2 separate regions of the Mus musculus genome follow, and region 2 is linked to region 1. A link is a contact called in public HiChIP or PLAC-seq data. All regions are on one chromosome and are shown on one strand. The core of a region is the stretch at or near the end of the contact, and the rest is flanking DNA. Distances in the headings are between cores, read along the strand shown.

Evidence for each region. HiChIP or PLAC-seq counts read pairs in DNA pulled down with a chosen protein or histone mark.
Region 2: a contact with region 1 is called in an H3K27ac HiChIP or PLAC-seq map of microglia, with 15 times the contacts expected there. The contact joins the promoter of Zdhhc5 here to the enhancer-like site in region 1. A contact is called at or near these places in 3 of 39 promoter capture datasets (the C10 cell line, cranial neural crest and frontonasal cranial neural crest), 6 of 115 datasets of contacts at active chromatin or transcription factors (astrocytes, bone marrow-derived macrophages, embryonic stem cells and 3 more) and 1 of 9 other capture datasets (liver).

What each region holds. Positions count from the first base shown.
Region 1 is chr2:83,738,767-83,743,203 of GRCm38.p6, reverse strand. All of the region lies in intron 2 of Itgav (integrin alpha V), which reads right to left. Among named protein-coding and RNA genes, the nearest start is that of Itgav, 17 kb to the right of the region's middle. Within about 2 kb of position 2,328, at least 86 of the 459 cell types and tissues checked have an H3K27ac peak or open chromatin away from gene starts, as enhancers often do. A contact at or near this core is called in astrocytes, bone marrow-derived macrophages, liver and 2 more, where this site is marked.
Region 2 is chr2:84,712,576-84,717,012 of GRCm38.p6, reverse strand. Zdhhc5 (zinc finger, DHHC domain containing 5) reads left to right here and starts at 1,849. Exons shown (of 12, transcript NM_144887.4): 1 at 1,849-2,030.

The DNA of each region.
Region 1 (4,437 bases), core at 1,079-3,578:
GTTCTTCATGTTGTAGTGACCCCCCAACCATAAACCTGTTTCACTGCTACTTCGTAATCATAATTTTGCTACTGCTCTGAATTGTAGTATAAGTACTTTTAAAGATAAGAGTTGCCAAAGAGGTCTCAACTGAAAACTACTACCTTAGAGGAAGTAGGGCAGCAGGAAGGGCACTCATTCCAAAACAACATAGAGCTTCTCTGAAGTGGAGGAGTGTTCAGAATCAACAGCCATGCCTTAAAGCACCATGCATCAATGTTTTCAGTTCCAAAGCTGGAGAGGTGACACACTTTAAAGCACTGGCTGCATTTCCAGAGGATCCAGTTTGATTCCTAGCACCCACATGGCACCCACATGGCGGGTCATGACCATCTGTGGTTTCAGTTCTAGGGGATCCAATGGTTGAAGTTCCTACACGTGATGCACTGACATACATGCAGGCGAAACACCCAAACACACAAATCTTCACCAAATGTCCAATTACATTACTAAATACAGCTGATATATGCACTGGCCTATAGTAACACCCAAAGTTAAGTCAATAATCATAAAAATGCACACATATACACGCCATCTACTACATCTAACTGCCTCCAGCTTCAACAGCCACGACTCCAGATCTCCATCCTTTCAAGAAGCTTGCTGCAAAGGAAGTTTGTCTTCACTAAGAGCCCAAGTCTTAAAATACTAGAGTCCACATCAGACAGTGGCCCCGCTGAAAGGAAGTGTGAATAGAGTGGGCGGGAGAAAGCAAGGAAAGGCCGCTCTCCAAACAAACCCACAGGCAGCTCATTCAGGACCTGGCGGGGACTGGCAGCCACTCTGGAACACATGAGGGAAGTAAATATTTTGAGTCACAGCCCCGAAGTCGCTGCTGTCCCGCTGTCACTATGCTGAACCACCCAGACTGCTGGACTGTGTTGCCACTCTTAAAAAGGAAATAAAATACAGATCGGGGATTCCAGGGCTGGAAGAAACATTGTTTTTTGGGGGGTTTTTTTTTGTTTGTTTGTTTTGGTTTGTTTTTTGTTTTTTGTTTTTTTTTTACCTCAAATGTGTTGGACAACTGGCTCATATTACCCAAATAAACTTGGGGGGGGGGGTGCACAGTGGCCTGCTTTGAATCCCAGCAGAGACAAGCAGATCTTCCGTGAGTTCAAGGCTAATACACAAATCAAGTTCTAAGACAGCCAGGACTACACAGAGAAACTCTATTTTAAAACTAATAAAAATAAATATAAAATCATGAAGCAAATCACTAGAGACTTGAAAATTAAACCCTCTTTTTTTTTTTTTTTTTTTTTTTTTTACAATCTTCCAAAATATGTTCTTTGTGCCCCACCAAACTCCCAGGAGGGCATGTTTCCTTCAGGGCAGAAGCCGTAACAGGAGCACCCAGTCAGTGTGAGTATCGAATGCTCTCCAGAGTGTTTCACAAGCCACTGCCCAGACATGAGGGTTCAGCTTGCTGGAGAACTAAACTATCATTAACATTATGCTGAATTTTAAGATGAAGATACCCTGGTACCCTAAAACAGATAGTTTTTTCTCTTCTCTTTATGACTAAAGAACATCTTTTGGACTAGATTATACCACTCTTTTTAAATGAGAAATGCTGAAATATCCAAAAGAAATACGAGAGAAGCTTCTACTTAGAAGTCAAACGTGTTTTCGGCCATTGGGTTCCTATTCATTACTATGGGTTCTGTAAATAACTAGATGATTTGGGTCCTTAGAGAATTTGTTGGTTTTTGTTTGCTAAAACAAGCTGTCAAAACAATGTCATCCCGCCGGGCGGTGGTGGTGCACACCTTTAATCCCAGCACTCGGGAGGCAGCGGCAGGTGGATTTCTGAGTTCGAGGCCAGCCAGGTCTACAGGGTGAGTTCCAGGACAGCCAGGATTAAACAGAGAAACTCTGTCTTGAAAAACCAAAAAAAAAAAACCAAAAAACAAAAAACAAAAAACAAAAAAAACCAAAAAAAAACCTTCCTCGAGCAGTTTTCTACTCCAAATAAAACTTCAACTTGGATATTAGTAAAAAATAAATTTGGGTGAGAAAGAAAAAAAAAAAACCTCTCAATAGAAGTTATTATTTATGTGAAACTTTCAAGGTCAGAGGAAGAAAGCCCTTTGATCATTCATTAAAATCCTCTGTCTAGATGGTAGGGATGCAGCCGGGAATGAGGCCCAAGGCCTCTGCTGCTCTTGGTGAAGGACACCTTTGGGAGCAATGTGGCTGTCAGCTGTCATTCTGCTGGTCACCAGGGTGATTCAGCTGATCTGGCTGGTGCATGTCCCCTCCTCCTCTCATACTCTATGTGTCCCTACCGAAGCTGGCTGCTGTTACTAATTTCCACAGAACTATCTGGAAACATTGTTTACCTAAGACAGCTATCCTCTAAAGATAAACAAGAAGAGTCAGCAAAGTGTATCCGGAAGAAACAGGCTGGAGCTCATTTTTCTGGGTACCAGCACTGTTTATTTAGCCTTATTCAGACTCTTCCCCCCTCATCCCACCAGCCACCATCTCCGAGGTTCTGCAGGAACACAGCACAAAGAACACAGGCTTGTGTGAGCCGACTGCTCTCTCAATGCTGGATTGTTTCCTGCTAGTGTTGGGGAGGAAGTGATCCGGAGAACTTCAAACAGTTACAAACAAAATCCCTTTACTGGAGATTCGAAAAGAAAAATAAAATAAAATCAACCCCAGTCTTGAGCGAATGAATGGACATGAGTCGGATCAAACTGTGAGAAGTAGGATTTAAAGGGATCATGTGAAACTGGTTGGTCAAATGTTACTGATATTAAATAAGATATTATTAGCTATATGTTAATCGATAAAAAAGAACTAGATAAAAGTATGTATTCCTAAGGTGCTCCAATCCCACAGTTCTGAACCAGGAGATGACTGATTCTGTCGGAAGATACATGCTCATTAAAGAAAAATCTTTACTCTAAATTCACACTGTAGCAAAAGAACACTATGTTTCATTTGTTTTAACTTTGTAATTTATAAAGGCTACTATAAATGTACAATCTAGACATATCTCTAAAAGACAGAAAAACTCACCAGAAGGAGGAAGTTAGACTTGCAGAAAGCTGTTTTCCAGTCTACCTAAGTGTATTAGCTTCAATAAGCTGGGGAGTGTACACCACGGAGGCCATTTTTACATTTGTTATTTAAAGCAAAGCCTAGGAATGGGGGAGGAGTGGGAGGGGGAATAACTTTACCGCATTCTTCTGGATGAGAGTCTGCCTGGCCAGGCTTGTCCGCTGCCTGCAGCTGAAACCTAGAAACACGCTTGAGCGTTGCAGTAACAGGATGTTCAGGGTGAAAAGGGGAACCTTACATCTGACCTTCTCTAGGATGAAGTTAGATCCTTCTACTTTTAAAAGACCCTATTCGTAAGCTTGCAGTCAAGCCTGTATTTCCAAGGAAAGAGGAGGGTGTTCCTTCCCCAGTGAAGATCAATGTTCCTTCCCCAGTGGAGATCAACAGACCATGATCATGGAAGGGGAGGGAGTGGCGGTGTGTTATATATGCTTTCAGAGGTGTGGATGCCCACATCCATGCTCATGTATGCAGAGGCCAGAGGCCTGGTCCTCCTTTATCGCTCTCTGCCTTATTCCCTTGAGACAGGGTCTCTCACTGGACCTGAAGCTAGTCTGGCAGCCAGCGTGCCCCAGTGACCCTCCTGTCTCTGCCAACCACAGGGCTGGAATAAGAGGCACATGAGGCCACTTGCAACTGGAAAAGACTCTTTTTATAATAAATAAAACTGGGTACTGATCAGTCTGTTAGTAACATCTGCTTCCTTGGAAAAGGAAAACACGTGGCAATAAGAGGGTTTTGCCAAAAGTCACAATAACAGAGAATATGTTGTAAACCAAGACATAACTCAACAGCCACAATTATCTCTATTTCTTTCCTTTCTTGTAATTCCTTTTTCATGATTACTCTTCACCCAGATCTAGTAACAGGCTGTAATAAACAATCTATTCTTCCCTTGTGTAGCATAGCACTTTGCTATCTAGAAAGTGAATTCAAGCCGTGGACTCCTTTGATCTACATGACAACTCTGCTTTCTCTGACAACCCAGGAGACTGATGCGATGAGCAAATGTTAATCACTTTTCCAAGGTCACCCAGTAAGTATCCGAGCCTGAATCCCAGTCTTCTAAGTCAAGTTTGCTTTCCAAGTAACCACAGCTGCCAACAGAAAAAGAACGAGAGAAGGAGCTGAGCCTACTTATATAAACACAGCTCTTGCTGGAAGCAGCCTTCAGCATAACCAATATCGACTTTTAAAACATGTAAAGAGATTCCGGCCAATAGAATAACACCACTCCAACCGAGATGTACGTCCTACTTCCCAGAACCTTCCTAGGTAATAAAAGACTTGGCAGGTGTGATCAGTCACATCATCCGCCAACGT
Region 2 (4,437 bases), core at 600-3,099, 970 kb before region 1:
TCTGCCTTCTCTCTCTCTCTCTCTCTCTCTCTCTCTCTCTCTCTCTCTCTCTCTCTGTCTCAAACAAATAGTTTTCCTATTTAAAAAGGTAGGAAAATCAAGAATGCTTCACTTGTTAAGTAGAGAAAATAAAGCTTTAAAATCCTAGAGAAATAAATGAAATTTGACCCATCTTAAGGAAACATTATTTTATAGGCAGAATATACTTGATAGGGTAAATGTTGTACCTCCAAATAATACTTTAAAATTATTCATAATGCTGAAGATTTTTAAAAATTCTCTCCTTAGACCGCTCTATTGGCCGTGCTACCTACTTCCTCCATGTGTGATGTGTGAGCCACAGCCCAGGCCATACCACCATTCTGCCATGGTCTGAGAATTTACCCCACAGACGTCTTCGCCAACGGATTTTTCAAAATAAAGTTCCACTCCTTAAAACATGTATGCTCGTAACGGTTCCAATAAACGCTGCATTTAAGCCAGTAGTAAAAATGATAAGGGATAAGACTAGAGTCTAAAGAAAAAAGGGTAGATTTTTTTTTTTCTTTTCTTTAACTGGATGCCTAAGGCTGAAGTGTCAAAGTTAAATCAGTAACATTTGAAGTGAAGTCAAGGAAACAATGACAGGACTTGGAAATAACCCTGAACGAGACCTTCGCTTCAGGGAAGCGGCTCGGGGATATCTTTTTGAAGGGCTGTTATGTAACAGAGCTCCTTTACAAATGAGAGGTGGCCTGAAGCTGTAAGAGGAGAGCCCTATGGCAAAGCCACCGGGTCCACAGCCGTCTCGGCTTAATTAGGGCAAAATGTAGTGCCGCGATCTTCGGAGAGTTAGCCAGCAGCTCGCCAGGGACAGGAGCTATTCTAGAAAGACTTTTCTTTTCAGCCTGCTTTCTCAAATTGGGTGAGGTCAGGGCGCCCATTCCTCGTGTAGTCGTGGAGGTGTCTACGCCTCGCACCGCGCACTCCCAGTGCTTCACTCCATCGGCAAGCACTGTAAATCTAGGGATAGCAGCCGAGCTCCTTCATCTAACCCAGCCTTGGACAGAACCCTCTCCTCAGACTGTTCAATGGGCCGTGCGCCTCCTTCCTCCATAGGTGAGGCCATACCACCACTCAGGAATTCTGCCACGGTCTGAGAATTTACCCCACTGACGCTTTCGCCAACGGATTGTTTTAAATAAAGTTTCAGTCCTTAAAGAAAAAAAAAAAAAAAAAAAGTGTGTGTGTTGGAGGGGCTGCCCGACCGAATCCTCACACCAATGAATGAAGAGGCAAGGAAGGAAGCCGGAAAGGCTTAACGGTGATTGGCTATCGTAGATGCTTTTCAGGACTGTACCAGGCCAACTCGGAGGAGGCTGGTGAACTAAGAAAGGGCATCTGCTTGTTTTTGAGCACTTCCGGTACATACGTAGAATTTTTTTTGCTTAAAAGTTTTTCTTGACTACACTACAAATGGGAAAGCGGACAAAATAAGAGAAAGATCTCGCCAGACCAGTTCCTCGTCCCCAAACCGGCGCAGTTCGCCATGTCCCCTCTCCCGACCATCCAGCCAGACACGACGGCCAGGCGCGCGCGCTCCCGTGTCACTACGTGTTTGCGGCGCCGTGCCCCTGCAGCCAATCAGAAGGCGAGGTCGCCGCGGTCGCCCGCGGTCGCGCGCACGCTCTAGAGCGCCGTGGGGGCGGGGGTTAGGGGGTGAATGGAAGAGTGAACGGGGGCGGGCTCGGCGGCGCGAGCCGCATGAATGAGAAGAACGTGCCCCGCGAGAGACGTCGCCCGCGCCCGCGCCCGCGCCCGGGAGCCAATGGGAACGTCGTGAGGCTACAGACCGGAGGCTGAGGGCAGCGGCCGCGCGCCGGCCGCACAGAGGCGAGCGTCGGCCGTCGGGAGCGCGCGGCGGCGGGGCGGGCGTGGAGCGTGCGGGGGCCGCGCGCTGCCTCTCAGAGGCCAGACGGCACTGCTGGGAGGCGGCGGCGACAACGACGGCGGTGACAACGACGGCGGCGGTGACGGGCGCCGCGCCGGGGGTGAGTACCGGGGACGCTGGCCCCTGCGGAACCGGAAGTGCTGGGCTAGTGAGGTGGGAGGGGAGAGTGACCTCTAGGGAAGGGGGACCGCGGAGGGGAGGAGGTTAAGGCCCTACCCCTCCTCGGGCTGTACGGGCCCCGAAACGGACGCCCGCAGACTAAGAGAGCCGCGGCCGCCCGCCGGGGCTTGGACCCGGTTGGTGCCCGGCTGCCCAGTTGCGGAGCCGCCGCCCCTTCCTTCCCCGGCCCGCGGTTCTCTCAGCTCCGGCGGGCCCTGCGCGCGGTGGATTCCGTGTTTTCTGGGCCAGGGGTAGTCAGTCCTGCCCCCGGTGATGACTCCCACTGCTCCAGCTGCCGGCCGGGGACTGTACTCCTTTTACCGCTCCGCGGTTCAGGCCCCTCGCCCTACACTCCACTGGTCCTTATTTTGGTTAGAGCTTCGTCCTGTGGTTACCTGTTCTTTCTCCCATCCATCGGCTGCTTCTCCCTACCCCCCACCAGCCAGGTGCTCCATGCTTTTATGCTTTTAGTACTTTGTACTTTATTTTACAAGTAGGGCTTGAATGTATCTGACAGTATTTTATCACTAGCCGTCTATTCCTGGGGAAGTTTAAAGTTCCTTAACCAGTTGGCCAAATGAAACCACTAAAACGAGAAACAAGAAAGTGACTAAAGTTATTAGAAGTAGTCGTAGAATAGATACATGTTACATTGCAGACCATTTTTGTCCTCTTGGGTTTACTTCCTGGTTAATGCCATCTTGTCCAGGATAATCTTAGGTTAGATCTCCATCCTTTTATCCCAGTGTGAGCCTGCTTTGTATCAGACAGATCTGTCCGGTGCTCATGAATGCATACAAATTCATCTAGTGTTTGTAAGAATTCTATCGCCAGGTACTTGGGCACCTACGTCGATCTGTAATAATACTCTTTTTAAACTTCTTCTTGGATCTTTCCTTCATAGCATGTATTCATTCTTCTATATGACATCTCCATTTCTATATATTCAAATTTAGTGTTCTGTGCTATAAGGTTTGGTTATTTTAACAAATAATACATGTGCTGTCCACTGCACTGCTCCAAAGGAACTACTTATATCAAACCTTATGAAAGTCTTCAAACTACACATCTTGAATTGTTTGTTGTTGTTTTGAGACAGGATCTCTGTACATAACTGTTGCTGCCCTGGAATTCACTTTGTAAGACCAAGCTGATTTCTAACTCAGAGTTCTGACTTCCTGTGCCTCCCAAGTGCTGGGATTGAGGTCGAGAGCTACCACACCTGGCTCTGTATTGTTTGTTTTATACATACATATTTTCACTCAGTGATTTTTTTCCCCCTCAGTCAGCATGTGTCACGAACATTCTTGTCCACTTTAGTGATACTGTTGTGGATACACCAGCTTGTGACTGATGAACCACACTCGCCTTTCCGGTTTCGTCCCTTCTCTTTCTGCACCACATTCCTTTGATAAGACTTGGTGTGTTGATATTTATACCCAATAAATTATTTTATCTTGTCCCTTCTAATATCTATCTTAACATTTCAGACGATGGTCTCATTTATATTTCAGTATGCGGTTCCATAATTGCATGTACTGTACCGTGGCAGAATTAGTCTGTGTGGCTTTCGTCCTGTAGTAAATGTGACCTGCAATAGTATAGGATTCACTTTACGTAATAGTTAGGTAATTTTCCTTTTATCTTTGGAGTTTTGAGGGAAACGGTTCCTTTAATAATACTGTCTACAAATCAAATTTGCTTGTTCCAGTTGATAAAGATATTTAGGCCTAAAGTCAGGAAACAGAAATAAGCATAAAATCAGGACTAAATAGGATCTGGTTTTTAGTTGGACCATAGAAACTTAATGGAATCTTTGGGCCTTCTTTCTAATGTTACTTAACCCTCCCCCCTCCCTCCCTCCTTCCCCCCTCTCTCCCATCTTATTTATTTATTAAATTTTTCTTTTGGGACAAAGTCTTACTATGTAGCCCTTGCTGGCCTGGAAGCTATGCATACCAGGATGGCTTGGAGAGATCCACCTGCCTCTGCTTTTCTTTTTCTTTCTTTCTTTCTTTCTTTCTTTTTTTTTTTTTTTTTTTTCCCCAAGACAGGGTTTCTCTGTATAGCTCTGGCTGTCCTGGAACTCATTCTGTAGACCAGGTTGACCTCGAATTCTAGAAATCCGCCTGCCTCTTCCTTCCAAGCGCTGGGATTAAAGGTGTGCGCCACCACGCCTGGCTCTGCCTCTGTTTCTTGAGTGCGGAGATTAAAGGCATTCACCACCACAACCGAGTGGTGACAGTAGCAGGCTCCTTTGCCTTCTCTGTCTTAGGTAAGAACAGAAGTGATAAATTCCAGAACACATTTGTATTTCATTGTCTGGGGTGTTCGCTGTTTTATGTTTT